Linked DNA regions of Sus scrofa: region 1 is linked to region 2. Evidence: chromatin contacts called from public HiChIP or PLAC-seq data. All regions are on one chromosome and are shown on one strand. Each heading gives the region's core, a stretch centred on a gene start, on an enhancer-like site or on the middle of the called end of the contact. The rest is flanking DNA. Distances are from core to core; before and after follow the strand shown. Region 1 holds the start of SLTM (SAFB-like transcription modulator). Region 2 holds the start of GCNT3 (beta-1,3-galactosyl-O-glycosyl-glycoprotein beta-1,6-N-acetylglucosaminyltransferase 3).

Evidence for each region. HiChIP or PLAC-seq counts read pairs in DNA pulled down with a chosen protein or histone mark.
Region 1: a contact with region 2 is called in an H3K27ac HiChIP or PLAC-seq map of alveolar macrophages. The contact joins the promoter of SLTM here to the promoter of GCNT3 in region 2. A contact is called at or near these places in 2 of 5 promoter capture datasets (fetal liver and fetal skeletal muscle) and 1 of 2 datasets of contacts at active chromatin or transcription factors (alveolar macrophages).

Annotation. Positions count from the first base shown.
Region 1 is chr1:113,083,511-113,086,576 of Sscrofa11.1, reverse strand. SLTM (SAFB-like transcription modulator) reads right to left here and starts at 1,482. Exons shown (of 21, transcript XM_021073623.1): 1 at 1,122-1,482; 2 at 65-152. The coding sequence starts at 1,283.
Region 2 is chr1:112,539,437-112,542,442 of Sscrofa11.1, reverse strand. GCNT3 (beta-1,3-galactosyl-O-glycosyl-glycoprotein beta-1,6-N-acetylglucosaminyltransferase 3) reads left to right here and starts at 1,459. Exons shown (of 5, transcript XM_021094516.1): 1 at 1,459-1,686.

The sequences.
Region 1 (3,066 bases), core at 233-2,732, 540 kb before region 2:
CAAGAGCAGAGGCAAGTTATATAACCAAAATATATTTTAAAATATGTTTATAACTCGTAACAACCTTTGCCTTTGGTTGGTTTCTTGTTTGGAGTATCAGTTGAAACAGTTAATTCAATATTATCTGGATCGCCTCCTTCCTCTTCAATAGCCTACATTAGAAAGAGAAGTTAATATGCTACACAATCTATCTAAACTTATTTTATAAAAACGAAATGAAAAAATAGCAAACCTCAAGCCTCAAGACGTCAGAATTGCCAGTCATTTCATAAAGCAACTTCAAAAAGGAGCAATTTAACTACACGAGAGACACTTTCAGGAGGAAATATCATTAGGTATCAAAATCACATGGAGCTTTATATTTTACCCAGTCGAAAAAATTAACTATCACATATTATCATACTGAACAAAAGTCTAAATATTCTCGATTGCAGAAAAGTTGCTAGCTACGAAAGCAAAGAACTAAAAAGAGCTTTCCTAATTTCTATAATACAAACTTATTTCTCCTCTACTACAGTTTCAACACTCACTCAAACCAGAAAGATTATCCGGGATGAAAAAGCAGATTATTGCGCTAATGCATAAACAGAAAACCCAGCGGAAAACAAATCCTTTCTCTTACCCACCCATCAACTCCCACTATCAATTCCCCTCCAATATGGGGAGGAAACGGTTGGGCACAATTAAACGGTAACTTCGCAGAAGTCACCAAAGTAACCAGTCCCTATGAGGCCAAGAAATGCACGCGCTCACCATCGCTAAAGGCTGGGGACCGAGTGCCTCCCGGATCTCCACGGTCGCCCTTGGGAGGCCGCGCCGGCCGGCTGCAGTCCTGCCAGCCTGGCGAGGACGTCCCTGGGGAAGCAAGGGTGCGCTCGGCTGCGGCGGCCGGTCCCGGGCTGCTCGCTGGCCCAGGGCAGGCCAGGCCCGGCGCACGGAGGCGGGGGCGGGGGCGCCGCGGGAGGGTCCTAGCTCTCCCCGCGCGCGCGGGCGCCGCCTGGGGCCTCCCCACCGTGCCACCCCTCGGGTCCCGGCGGCTGCGGGTGGCCGGGAGCTGCGGCGGAAGTGGGGGCTCCGAGGCGCGGCCTAAGCTCGCCTTCCCGGCCCTCGCCGGGCCTCACCTGCTTGAGTCGGGAGACGAGCACAGTCTTGACTCCGGTGATATCCAAGTTCCGCCGCTTCAGCTCGGACTTGAGATCGATGACCCGCAGATCGGTGATCTTTTTACCTTCTGCCTGACCGGAGGCAGCCGAGGCTGCCACAGCACCGGTGGCGGCAGCCATTTTAGAAGAGCAGCGCGCGGCCGAGGCAGCCAGTGGGCTGCAGGGCGGCGGCAGCAGCTCCAACTTCGACCCAGGCCTCGCCGGCAGCCGGCGCCGCGCAGCGCTGCGCACAATGAGCCGCTGGCCCCGCCCCCTATTCGCCACCCGGGCGCAACCTGCAGCAGCGATCAGCACCCGGATGACGGGCGCGCGTGCGCACTTGCGCAGGGGACGGCGCCCCGCGCGCGCCGCGGAGCCGGTCTTGCCACCTGGGCGGTGCGACTTCATGCGTGGGCTGGGGAGGTCGGGCGCGTCCAACCGCACCAACTTCCATACCTCCATGGTTCCGCGCTGCTTCGTTAGCCATGTTTTGGCAACGTCTCTAGTCTTGAGCAACAGCAGTGTGCTAGGCACTCTCGGCATACATAGTTCGCGCGTTACTCAACACAGAGTAAGAGGCGTGTGCGCTCCGTGAACCTCTTCAGGGAAATACTTTATCGGTTCTGCTGAATAATCAAAAAAAATGTGGCCTCTGTGCACGAACGAACTAGTTTCCCCAAGTTCCATTCAAAGGCCGGAAAGAAACCCTAGGGCGGTTAATATAAAGAGCATAAAGGGTTATAAGAATATAAAGGGCTTGCCTGTGTGATAAGCCGCCCAAGCTGTCTCGGGGAAAACGTGCCTCTGCCCAGGAAATCTTCGTTTATTCTAGGACTGCCCATCTCACTGGAAAAGCAGGACAACTTCCCTTCTGAACTGGCCAGTTTATCATCCTCTCCGGGGGGTCCGGATGTCTCAACACAAAATTGATTACTGAATAAGGAGTTTAGTTTATAGGTGCCTGTTACCGTTCTCATTTACTGTCCTCACTGTTTGATCCCCTCAAAATTTGGGACTCCAAGAACAATGACCACCTTATGCGGGACTGGCCTGTACAAGTGAGTAACTTTAGCCGGTATTATTAATCATCAAAGCATAAGCAATTATGGAATAAAATTATTCTATAAATGCCAAAAACAAAGTATGACACACACTTAATTCTTACTGGAAATTTCCTGGTTTTAAAATTGAAATAGATGAGTTTTATGTCGCTTTAGGTTGCCTTTTCTCATTAATTAATTAGAACAAAAAAAAAAAGAAAAACTGGGTATTGTAAAATAATACCTGACGTTTGGGTAGTTCTTTATAATGTACTTTGCCATACAATAACCCCCTCATCCTTCCAAACCCTGTGAAGTAAATCTCTGCAAGGCTTAGAGAGGTACAATGGCTTGTCCATGTTCACATAGCTGGCATGTGCTCAAATCCAGTCTCCTGATTCTAAATCCACCTCTGGGAGTTCCCGTCGTGGCGCAGTGGTTAACGAATCCGACTAGGAACCATGAGGTTACGGGTTCAATCCCTGGCCTTGCTCAGTGGGTTAACGATCCAGCGTTGCAGTGAGCTGTGGTGTAGGTTGCAGACGCGGCTCGGATCCCGCGTTGCTGTGGCTCTGGCGTAGGCCGGTGGCTGCAGCTCTGATTCGACCCCTAGCCTAGGAACCTCCATATGCCGCGGGAGTGGCCCAAGAAATAGCAAAAAGACAAATATATATATATATATCCACTTCTGTCTTTATTATAAGTTGATTCACAGTTATAAAATTTTAGAATTCAAAGGATCTTTAGAATCTTCTGACTTAATCCTCTCTCTCTCTCATAGATGAACACTAAGATTTTTACCTAGAAACTGCAACTAATTACTGGCCAAATTGGCACTGCACCTTAATTTGCACACTGGTGCCTTTTCCACTCAGCCACCCTAC
Region 2 (3,006 bases), core at 210-2,709:
CTCACCAGGACATCCCAGGCTTGGAGGATGCCAGGCAAATGGTGGCCAGCCAGGACTCAGGTGATTCTGCTGCCCCCTAGCGAGATGGACCAGGCGGTCCTGGGATTAGGGTGAGGCAAAGTGGAAATTTAAAGGGATTCCCCCAAATCTGTAATTAACATAAATTATATGTTCATGCCATCTTTTTAAAAGGTCAAATATTGATGCCAAAAAATGCACAGTGAACAAAATGCCAAACCTTAAAGATCAAATCCAACCAAGTTGTGTGGCGTTATTTTGGAACTGAGGCAAAAAAGAAAAATGTATGCCTCATATACATGTTTTATGTAATTCTATTTAAAATTATGGGGTTGGTGGAGGGTTTTTTTTTTTTTTTTGGTTAATTTAGAATTCTAGAAATATTACACAAACCATATTTATCTTGATGGCTGAGAGTTTTGACTGTTCTTCTCCTTACATTTAGCATTTGAGGTGAGGGTCTCACTCACCTCATCCTAATACCAGCCCTGCCCCAGAGTCTAGAAATTTGGAGCTAAATCCAGTTCTTATTGGCTTATCTCAGGTGTGTATAATTGCTTTAAGTGGTTCCTGGTCTGTTTTTAATCCCTCACTGCCGTGCCTTTTTAATTTTCAAACTTGTGACCTAGTTCTGTTTTGGCGTTAGGTTGGGGGCACAGAGAAAGCAAAAATCTGACTCCCTTCTGGGACACGGAGGAAGGGCCAGAGAACAGGACGGAGGGGAGTGAAGATGTTTGCCTGATTTCACCACGAGGTGTCATCACAGAGCTTTCCACACCGTCAGTCCTCGAGATTCGCTGTCCTCTGCTGCCACCACGTGGAAGAAATAGAAATCTACAGGGAATTTTTTTTTAATCAAGGTAAAGTTGATTTACAATGTTAGCTTTAGGTAACGATTATGTACTATTTATAAGTATTATAAAATTTAGCTTTACTCCCTGTGCTGTAAACTATATCCTTGTAGCTTATTTATTTTATGCATAGTATTTTATACCTCTTAATCCCTACCCCTGTTTGCCCCTCCTAACTTCCCTTTCTCCACTGTTAACCACCAGTGTGTTCTATCCCTGAGTTCGGGAGTTCCCATCGTGGCACAGCGGTTAGCGAACCCAACTAGTATCCATGAGCACACGGATTCGATCCTTGGCCCCACTCAGCAGGGTAAGGATCCGATGTTGCCATGAGCTGTGGGGGCAGGTCACAGACACAGCTCAGATTCAGCGTGGCTCTGGCGTAGCCTCCAATTGGACCTCTAGCCTGGGACTCTCCATATGCCTCTGGTGCGGCCCTAAAAAACCTGTGAGTTCGTTTCTGGCTATATTTGCTAGTTTGTGTTATTTTTTATATTCCACATTAGGCACTAAGTTCCAATAGGAAGAACACCCAGCCAAGGAATGCCTCTGTGGAACGGCCTTTGGGCTCAGCTCTCATTTTCTAGAACAGGAAACCTAGTATCAGAGAAATTAGAAGCGGGCTTTGTAGGTGAGGATTCATGACAGGTTTGATAGGCAGGCTGGCACCGTGACAGTGACTCAGCCCCAACTCTGCTCTGGCTGGGAACCAAACAGACCAACATTTCTGCCCTTATGGAATTTTAAGCCTCACGTGAGGTGGGGGCAGAGAGAGGAAGTCAGCAGGCAAGTGAATCCCAAGGCCTGTCAGCTGATGGTGAGTGCTTGGGAGGAAAATAAAGCAGGGGCTGAGGGTAGGGGGTGCCGGGATGGGAGGGGCCAGTCACAGGAGGATGGCCAGGGAAGGCCTTGCTAAGAGGCAAAATCCTGATGGAGAAAACCCGGGGTGGGGGTACAAGCCAGGAAGCTAGCTGGAGGAGGAATTTACCTACATTTTCTTATTTTACAAAATAATGCTATTTACAATTCAGGCATCCCATGTCCATCTAGCTGCTAAGGTGTTGTCCTTCTGGCTAAACAGATTTCCACCCCCCCCCCCGCCCACCTGCTTTTATGATCTCTGGATGCCTCCTTGTCTCTTATTGGCTGTTCAGTTTCCATAACCTGGATGACAAATTCTCTGTAGTAAATTCCCTGTATGGAATACCTGGGGAGGTTTCTGTCTTCCTGAATGGACCCCAGCTGACATAAGACTGAAGGAGAGTAAATTGTACCCGGGGTGGTGTTTTTCCTTCAGTGTCTTTTTGAGCTGGAAGAAATGTTTGCCTACTGAGGCATGGGGAAGTCATTCTGGTTTATATACGATCTGGTTTGAATTCTTGTTAACAAGAATGGCCTGTCTGATGGTCTGTTTGTCATGCATTGTACATCTGCTTTAACCATTAAGAAAAGAATACATTATCCACTAGTAAAGTATGTCCACTGTGAAGCTAGTGACAAATGCTCCTCCCTGCATGCGTGCCCCTCCCTGCATGAGGCCCCCTCCCTGCATAAGGCCCAGGCTAGTACACCTTCAAAAATGTTTCCCTTCCTAGAAACCAAGGTGGTGTTGACTGGCTTTGTACGTGCTACTCTGTCTCTCTTAAAACCTTGAAGAAATATGCCCGTATCATATTTGATGATAAGATGTTCTTTGTTCTGACAAGATGTACAACTCTGCTGAAAACCAGCTTCTCCAGAGCACCTTCTTCCTTCATGGAGACTGCACTCCCTGGCCCTAGGCCTCAGCTTGGCTGAATAAAACCATTTTCTAGTCCTTTCTAGTCCTAGACTGTTGGTCGATTGTTTGCATCGGCATATACAACTTCCTGGCTTGTGCTCGCTAATAAACCCACACCACCTCTATCAGAGCAGTCCTACATTCCCGCAGTCCTGCAGTTCCCTCAGTCCCTGCTCGGCCCCTGCTGGTCTCTTGGCAGCTCCCAGGTCCTCAGCCGTGCATTCTAGAATCTGGCCAGAAGCTGCCACATCCAACAGCTGCTGTGCTACTGCCCAAACCAGGTTGGACAGGACCACATGCTGAGTTTCTTACCTGAGACCTCAGCCTTCTCCACACTCCCCACAATGTTTTCAGCTT